Regions from separate parts of the Mus musculus genome. Here region 1 is linked to region 2. Evidence: chromatin contacts called from public HiChIP or PLAC-seq data. All regions are on one chromosome and are shown on one strand. The core of a region is the stretch at or near the end of the contact, and the rest is flanking DNA. Distances in the headings are between cores, read along the strand shown. Region 1 overlaps Bcar3 (breast cancer anti-estrogen resistance 3). Region 2 holds the start of Bcar3 (breast cancer anti-estrogen resistance 3).

Evidence for each region. HiChIP or PLAC-seq counts read pairs in DNA pulled down with a chosen protein or histone mark.
Region 1: a contact with region 2 is called in an HNF4G HiChIP or PLAC-seq map of pancreatic cancer cells. The contact joins the enhancer-like site here to the promoter of Bcar3 in region 2. A contact is called at or near these places in 3 of 484 Hi-C or Micro-C datasets (all in liver), 2 of 115 datasets of contacts at active chromatin or transcription factors (microglia and pancreatic cancer cells) and 3 of 9 other capture datasets (adipose tissue, liver and pancreatic islet).

What each region holds. Positions count from the first base shown.
Region 1 is chr3:122,525,713-122,529,184 of GRCm38.p6, reverse strand. All of the region lies in intron 11 of Bcar3 (breast cancer anti-estrogen resistance 3), which reads right to left. Among named protein-coding and RNA genes, the nearest start is that of Mir7657, 14 kb to the left of the region's middle. Within about 2 kb of position 2,209, at least 11 of the 459 cell types and tissues checked have an H3K27ac peak or open chromatin away from gene starts, as enhancers often do. A contact at or near this core is called in pancreatic cancer cells, where this site is marked.
Region 2 is chr3:122,418,317-122,421,795 of GRCm38.p6, reverse strand. Bcar3 (breast cancer anti-estrogen resistance 3) reads right to left here and starts at 2,039. Exons shown (of 12, transcript NM_013867.3): 1 at 1,613-2,039.

The DNA of each region.
Region 1 (3,472 bases), core at 960-3,459, 110 kb before region 2:
TGTCTGAGTAGCATTCCCAAGTCAGCCCAGCTTTGCTTTCTGCCAAATGACTTTTTAAGAATCAACGAAGGGGACTATGGACATAACTCACGTAGTAGAATGTCTGCCTAGCACGCATGAAGCGCTGGGTTCACTCTCCAGCATAAATCAGGCTGGTGACATACCTGTGATCCTGGCACTTGGGAGGTGGAGCAGGAGGATCAAGAAGTTCAAGGTCTCCCTCGGCTATACATCAAATTGAAGATCAGCTTTTAATCTATGAGACCCTGCCTCATAATCAGTATCACAGTTACTAAAAACAGTGGAGTTTTGTTTGGAAGTCATCCTTACAGGCTGCCTCTCTGAGCAAATCAGTTACTTTTCCTAAGTGGTCCATCACACACTACACTTACCCACTGTGTGCTGAGATGCCTCTCTCTAAGCACCGTGGGAATCACCACTTACTTAATGCAGCACACACCACACCACACCACACCACACACTGGGATGAATGTATCACTCTGAAGAAGCTGCTTGCTTTTACTACAAAGCTTAAAGTTCAGTTTACACAGCACTTTCTAGTACGTGTGGACACTTGGAGCAAGAACACAATGAACTCTAGATAAAAACGCCTTCCCAGGTACTAATGGTGGACATTCTTCTTGATCCTGCCTTTTATTTATTCTGTCCCAGAGTAGAAAACAGGAGATACAGGACCCTGAGATCATCTGGAATTTCAGGACATAGTCTGGGGATGAATTGGAATAGTGAGAATGTCCTAGACATAGGAGAATTCCAGGTTGGAGAAGACAGCTCAGTCAGTGTTTGCTTTGTGAGCACAGAGGCCTGACTTCAATCTCCAGAATACACATTAAAGGGCTGCACGTACACAGTTGACAACTGGGACATCAAAACAAAAAAGCTGCTGACAGAGGATTAATACCTAGAAGAACTCAAAAAACAGCCAAGACAAATGGCCCAACTTTAAAAATGTGCTATTGAGTTCTCAAAAGAGACAAAAATAGCTAAGAAACACCTTTAAAGGTATTCACCATCCTTAGCAGTTAGGAAAATGCAAATTAAAACTACTTTAAGATTTCATCTTACCCCATTACCCTAGTCAGAGTGGCTAAGATCAAGAAAACAGATGCTGGCAAGGATGTGGGAAAGGGGAACCACCTTCACTGTTGGTGGAACTGTAAACTGGAGCAGCCACTTTAAGATTAGTGTGATTAATGCTCACACAGCATATGACCCACCTATGCCACTCCTTGGCATACGCCCCAAGGACTTGACATGGTACTACACAGATACATGTGCCGTCATGTTCAGTGTGCTCTGCACAGTAGCTAGGAAGTGGGAATAGACCTAAGTGTCCTTGGGCTGATGGATGCATAAGGAAAATGTGGTACATCTACACCATGGAATACTATTCAGCTGTGAAGAAAGTGAGAAAATGAATTTTGTAGGAAGCTGGATAGAACTAGAAGATACTTTTCTGAGGAGGGTAAACCAGATCCAGAAAGAATGCCTCCTGACAAGGGACCATGGTGGGTCATGTGGGGAGCTCTAGAGAGGAACAAAAGGACACAGGGGCTATGAAGGGGGATGCTTTGCCCCCTCTCCCTCCACTGCTACCAGCTTTAAAACAAACAAACAAACAAAAAAAAAACCAAAACCAACCCCCCCACACACACACACCAAGGATGACTGAAAAAACTATAAACATATTTGTATTTACTTATATTAGAGTGTGTGTGTATGTATATGTGTATACACACACACACACATATTTAATTTAAATCAAGTTGTGCCACTTGGGGTGATAATATTCCCCTCCCAAGAGCCATAGTCATAATCAATCTAAGAGAAACGTCAATGCCAGGCAGAGGAACCCTCTCTTGCAATCTTGGTCAAAGGGGTTCAAGAGACTCCCAGATCTTGAAGGTAAGACCCCGTTGCTGGATGAATGGAGCTGGAATTGACCTAGAAGCCTCCTCTATGAGGACTTGCTCTCCTAGCATCGGTAGATGCTCTACAGGGTAGCAAGTCCTGCTCAGCTTTAAAGCCTGTGAGCCACAACTATGACTATCATAGCAAGGTATTTCTCATGGTGCCGGAGTGGCACTTCTATCTTGGGGGTAACCAACAGCCATCTACTTGGATCAAAGGCACACTCATAGGAGGGAATTTGTGCCTAGTACTGTAAACCTAGTCAAATACCTGTGGTTGATGAGGTCACGGGAGAGCCTTCTACCACCACTCTTCTACAGCTGTAACTCCTGACTGCACTCTAAGGATCTACCCTTACACCCACAGATAGCTGCAGCTCTTGCCACTTACCAAAGCAGCCGCTTTTTGCGGCAGATAATGACCATCAACGAAAGTCCCCGATGGTCAGAATGCAGAGAACAGTTTATTGTGGGCTCCTGTCTCCCACCAGCTGGTACATCTACAATCCAATCTCTACACCTAAGGCTCAGGGTACATCAAGGAAGAAAGTGGGTGTGGAGAGACGAGAGCCAGAGGACCAAGATACATGCTCTGAGGTACTGCGTATGATAGAAAGTTGAACCCATGAAATCTCAGAAATATGGTCACCTAAACAAGACCCGTACAGTGGCAACACCGGCTGACATTCCAGAGAGGACGGAGCAAGTCTTATAAGGCCCCACCCCTAGATGAAGTGCTATAGAAATTAATGGCTGCTAAGAGAAGAGTCCGTCTCCTCTAGAGACCCAATCCTGGTTGGTCATCCCTTGACATACACACATATGAACAACACTAAATTGACTCAGTAGGTCATATTTGCAGATACATGTTTATGTGTATATATATGTAACAATAATTAAAGTGATCTACATAGGGAGACACAGGAGGTGAAAGTAAGTGTGTATGGTAGAAATTACATAAATACAGTACTCATGTACGACATTCTCAATAACTGATTTTTTTAAGCTGGTCTTGGTTGCCTGAGAGGTGGCTCGCAGTTGTGGGACCTGAGTTTGGCTGCTAGGACCTATGTCAGGTGGCTACAGCTGCCTACAGCTAGCTCAACAGTGTGATCCCTCTGGCCTCCCTTTCGCTCATGTTGTATACACGCCTACATAAAAACATACACACACACACACATATATGTATGTATGTTATGTATATATTTAAATTTTCTATTTCTCAAGACAAGAGTTTTTCTTGGCTGCCTTGAAATTCACTCTGTAGACTAGGCTGTCCTCAAACTCACAGAGATCCAACTGCTTCTGCCTCCCAAGTACTGAGATTAAAGGTGTGTGCCATCACTGCTCAGCTTGAAAAATACAGTATTTTTAAAGCGAGGCATAGATGGTTGTACCTCTAATCCCCACACTGGATGGACAGACAGGTAGAAGGGTCCCTGGGACTTGTTGGCCAGCCAGCCTAGCCTCCAAGGTAAGTTCCAGTGAGAGATGCTGACTCAAAGGGATGTATGGTGCCTGAAGAAAGAGATCTGAAGTTG
Region 2 (3,479 bases), core at 790-3,289:
GAGGCGGAGGTAGACTGCCCCACTTGCTTCGAGTTGTCTCTGTTTTCTGAAATGGGATATTTTCAAGTTACATTCACACATGGTAATCTAAGGAAGGGCCTTAAGAACTTGTATATTTCAAACTGGAAATGCCACTACCCCAGCTGCCCTCACCTAGGCCATGACAGAGAATTTGCAATTCAAACCTATACTTCTCTCATCTTCTTTGCAAAATCAGACAGTGAGGGCAGAGGAAACTATTCCACAGATAAAATTGGCTTATCCACTTAGAACTTGTGCTTGGCTTTAGGGACCTAGGGTGTCCTTTTGAAGTAACCTTATGAAGTCTAGCCAACCGATTGAAGTATGAATAATTCTTCCACGGATTGTATTTCAAGCAATAAAGTGAAGGATTGCCCGGGTAAGGTTCTTAAGAGTAGTACCCATCTGACAAAGCAGTCCTTTATCAATAGGAACTGAGATCTTTTGAACAGCACTTGTGAGTGAGTTGGTGTTTGGCGTGGTAAACTGTTTTCTTTATACTGGGGAGGCTTCCTGGCACACTCGCGGGTGGGCAAACGGCTTAGCCAGTGGGCCTCCCGAAGAGTGACGAAGCCCCCTTCAGGATCTCGCCTCCCCCCGGGGAAGCGGGGGGACCACACAGAATTAGATAATCAGCTTCCAAACTGACCTTCCCTGGGCCAACGTACTTGCCATAGAGAGGTCTGTGGAACCTTGGGAGATAAGAGTCAAGGTTTAAAAGACTCTCTGAACTCCGGGCTCTACTTTCCATCCCTAACTGCTGTAGGGAAAAACAAAACACAAAAACAAAAACTGAAAAAAAAAAAAAAAACTAGACTCGGGCTACTCCCCCTTTCACCTTGCCTCAAACAACCGTTAAACCTTAGTCCTGTGACGCGCTGCCCCACATCACCGGCTCGCTGCCTTTGCCACCTGCCCTTCAAAAAGAGTCTACACCTGATTAAAGTTTTTAAGTGGCCACAGGCTAAGCGAGTAAAGGAAGATGGGCTGCGACCCGTCCCTCCCTCCTTTTGCTTTCCCCTCTCCGACTCAGGGGGAAGCACACAACCAACTATTCATTCTTTCTCAACAAAGGGAAGGCGAGGGGAGGGAGATGTTGTCAACAGTTACTGGGCAGGCTCCTTCACTTTCTTTGCAAACTTCCCAAGAGATTAGTGGAGGAAAGCCTCGGGCTTCCAGCAGAGGCGTCTGGGCCAGCTCGTCTACCCAGCTTAGAGCGGCCTTGGGCAAAACCGAACTGGACTAGCAGGAGGGTTCGGAGGGGTCCAGAAACCAGCACCCGGGAAGATTCCGCCCCGGAGCCCAAGAGTAGATGGGGATGCTCGAGGCACATCACCACGCTCCACTCCCGAGAGTCCCGGGATCCGAGGACCCCCGAGGGCACAAGTCTCACCCTCCCTCCCCCGCCACACACACTTTGGTCACCCCCACTCCCACTCCCATGTCTAGTTTGCGGGGGCTCGGGGGTACAAACAGACGGGGGTTGCGCTCTTCCCCATGCCTAACTTTACTCTAAAGAACTTCTCAGTCCTGTTTCAGTCCGACCGAGGGAGCTCAGGAGGCTGAACAGGAACGCACGGGACACACTCACCTCCCCGCGCCGCGTTCGGAGTCCGGGATTGCGGTTCAGCGCCGGGCTGCTCTCACCTCACCGCAGCTGCTCTCGGAGCTCGGGCGGCTCATGGTCCGCGGGCGTCCGCCAAGAGGCTGGTGCGGCTGGCGGGTGTGCACGGCTGTCCCGCTCCGGCTGCTGCCTGGCCGGGCGGCTGCAGGCTCAGCTCTGAGCCGGCAGCGCGCTCTCTGGCCCTCAACTGGTGATTTGCGGCTTCGCGGCCCCACCCCGCCCAGCCGATTCGCCGGGCTGAGCCGAACCCCGGCGACTTTTACATTCGGTGACCTCGTCTGGCTCTCCTCCGCCCGGATTTGAGAGTTTTGACTCCCCCTTATCTTCCCCCGAGAAGCTAGACTTCAAGTGTAGCTCAACCTCTTCCTTACTGAACCTCACTCAACCGGACAGCCTCGCCTAATCCACTCCTCCCCCTTCCCGGCGTTATTTAATTACGCAGCAGATCCGCCCGCTCTGCAGACACCTGGCTGGCTTTCAATTTAAAAGGCTTTCATGGGACAAAGACCAAGGTAACCACAGCGAGCGAGCCGGGAACAGGCAAATCAATCACTCTCACACGTGCACGCAGAACTAGATGGCTTCGTGAACCTACATATGCTGTTTATCAAAACCTAGTTATAAAGTCATCTCTGCACTATCTGGTGGCTTGGTTTATGCCAAAGATTGCTGTGGTAACGGTGGGAGTACAGCACACAGTTCAATATATGATACCAGGTCATAGAATCATGATGCCCACCCCACCCCACACCCCAAATCAAATCCTGAGGACTTCAGATCTACATATAAAAGGTAAAACGGTAACACTAAAGAAATTATCAAACAGAAACCAAAAGCAAAACCAAACAACAAACAATAAAAAAAAAGGGCTGTAAAGATTCCTTAATTAAATACACGAAGCACTAACGCCAAAGGAAACCCGCTTGTTAACGTAATTGTCATTAAGAGCTCCTCTACGCAATTCATGCAGCCGATAAAGGAAATGTATAGAAACTATGTAAGGAACACCTTCGGATCAGATGGATAAGACAGAAGGCTCCACAGGGAACAGCCCAGGTATTTTTATTTACACAGTGTCCTGCTTTGCTTCTCTGTTGCTGAGATGAACGCTATGATCGAGAGCAGCTTCAGAAGTGTTTGTTTGTTACAAGGCATCATTGGGCGAAGCCAAGGCAGGAACTCAAGCAGAGGCAGTGAAGGGACAGAGCTCACTGGCTTGCTCTCCAAGGTTTCCTCAGCTTCTTTATGCAATCCGGGCCCACCTGCCCAGGGCTGGCACCACCCACAGTGGGTCGAGCCTTCCCACATCAAACGTTAATCAAGAAAATACCTCTCCCACATGCCCACATGCCCACAGGCCAATCCGATGGAGGTGATAGGTTCCCTCTTCCCAGGGGACTCTAGGTCAGTGGCTTTTTTTTTTTTTTTTTTTTTTGGTTTTTCAAGACAGGGTTTCTCTTGTAGCCCTGGCTGTCCTGGAGCTCACTTTGTAGACCAGGCTGTTCTTGAACTCAGAAATCCTCCTGCCTCTGCCTCCCGAGTGCTGGGATTAAAGGCATGTGCCACCATGCCCCCGGCAGGTAAGTGGGTTACAACCCCCTTGGGGGGTGGGGGTGAGGGGGCCTAAAGACTCTTTCACAGAGGTCACATATCAGATATCCTATATATACAGATATGATGTAAATACCAGGTATTTGCATCATGATTCATAACAGCAGCAACATTACAGTTATGAAGTAGCAACAAAAACAATTTTATGGCTGGGGGGAGGGGGTCACCACAGCCACTGTGTTAAAGCGGGAGAACCAGCCACTGTTCTAGAGTGTTCAGACTG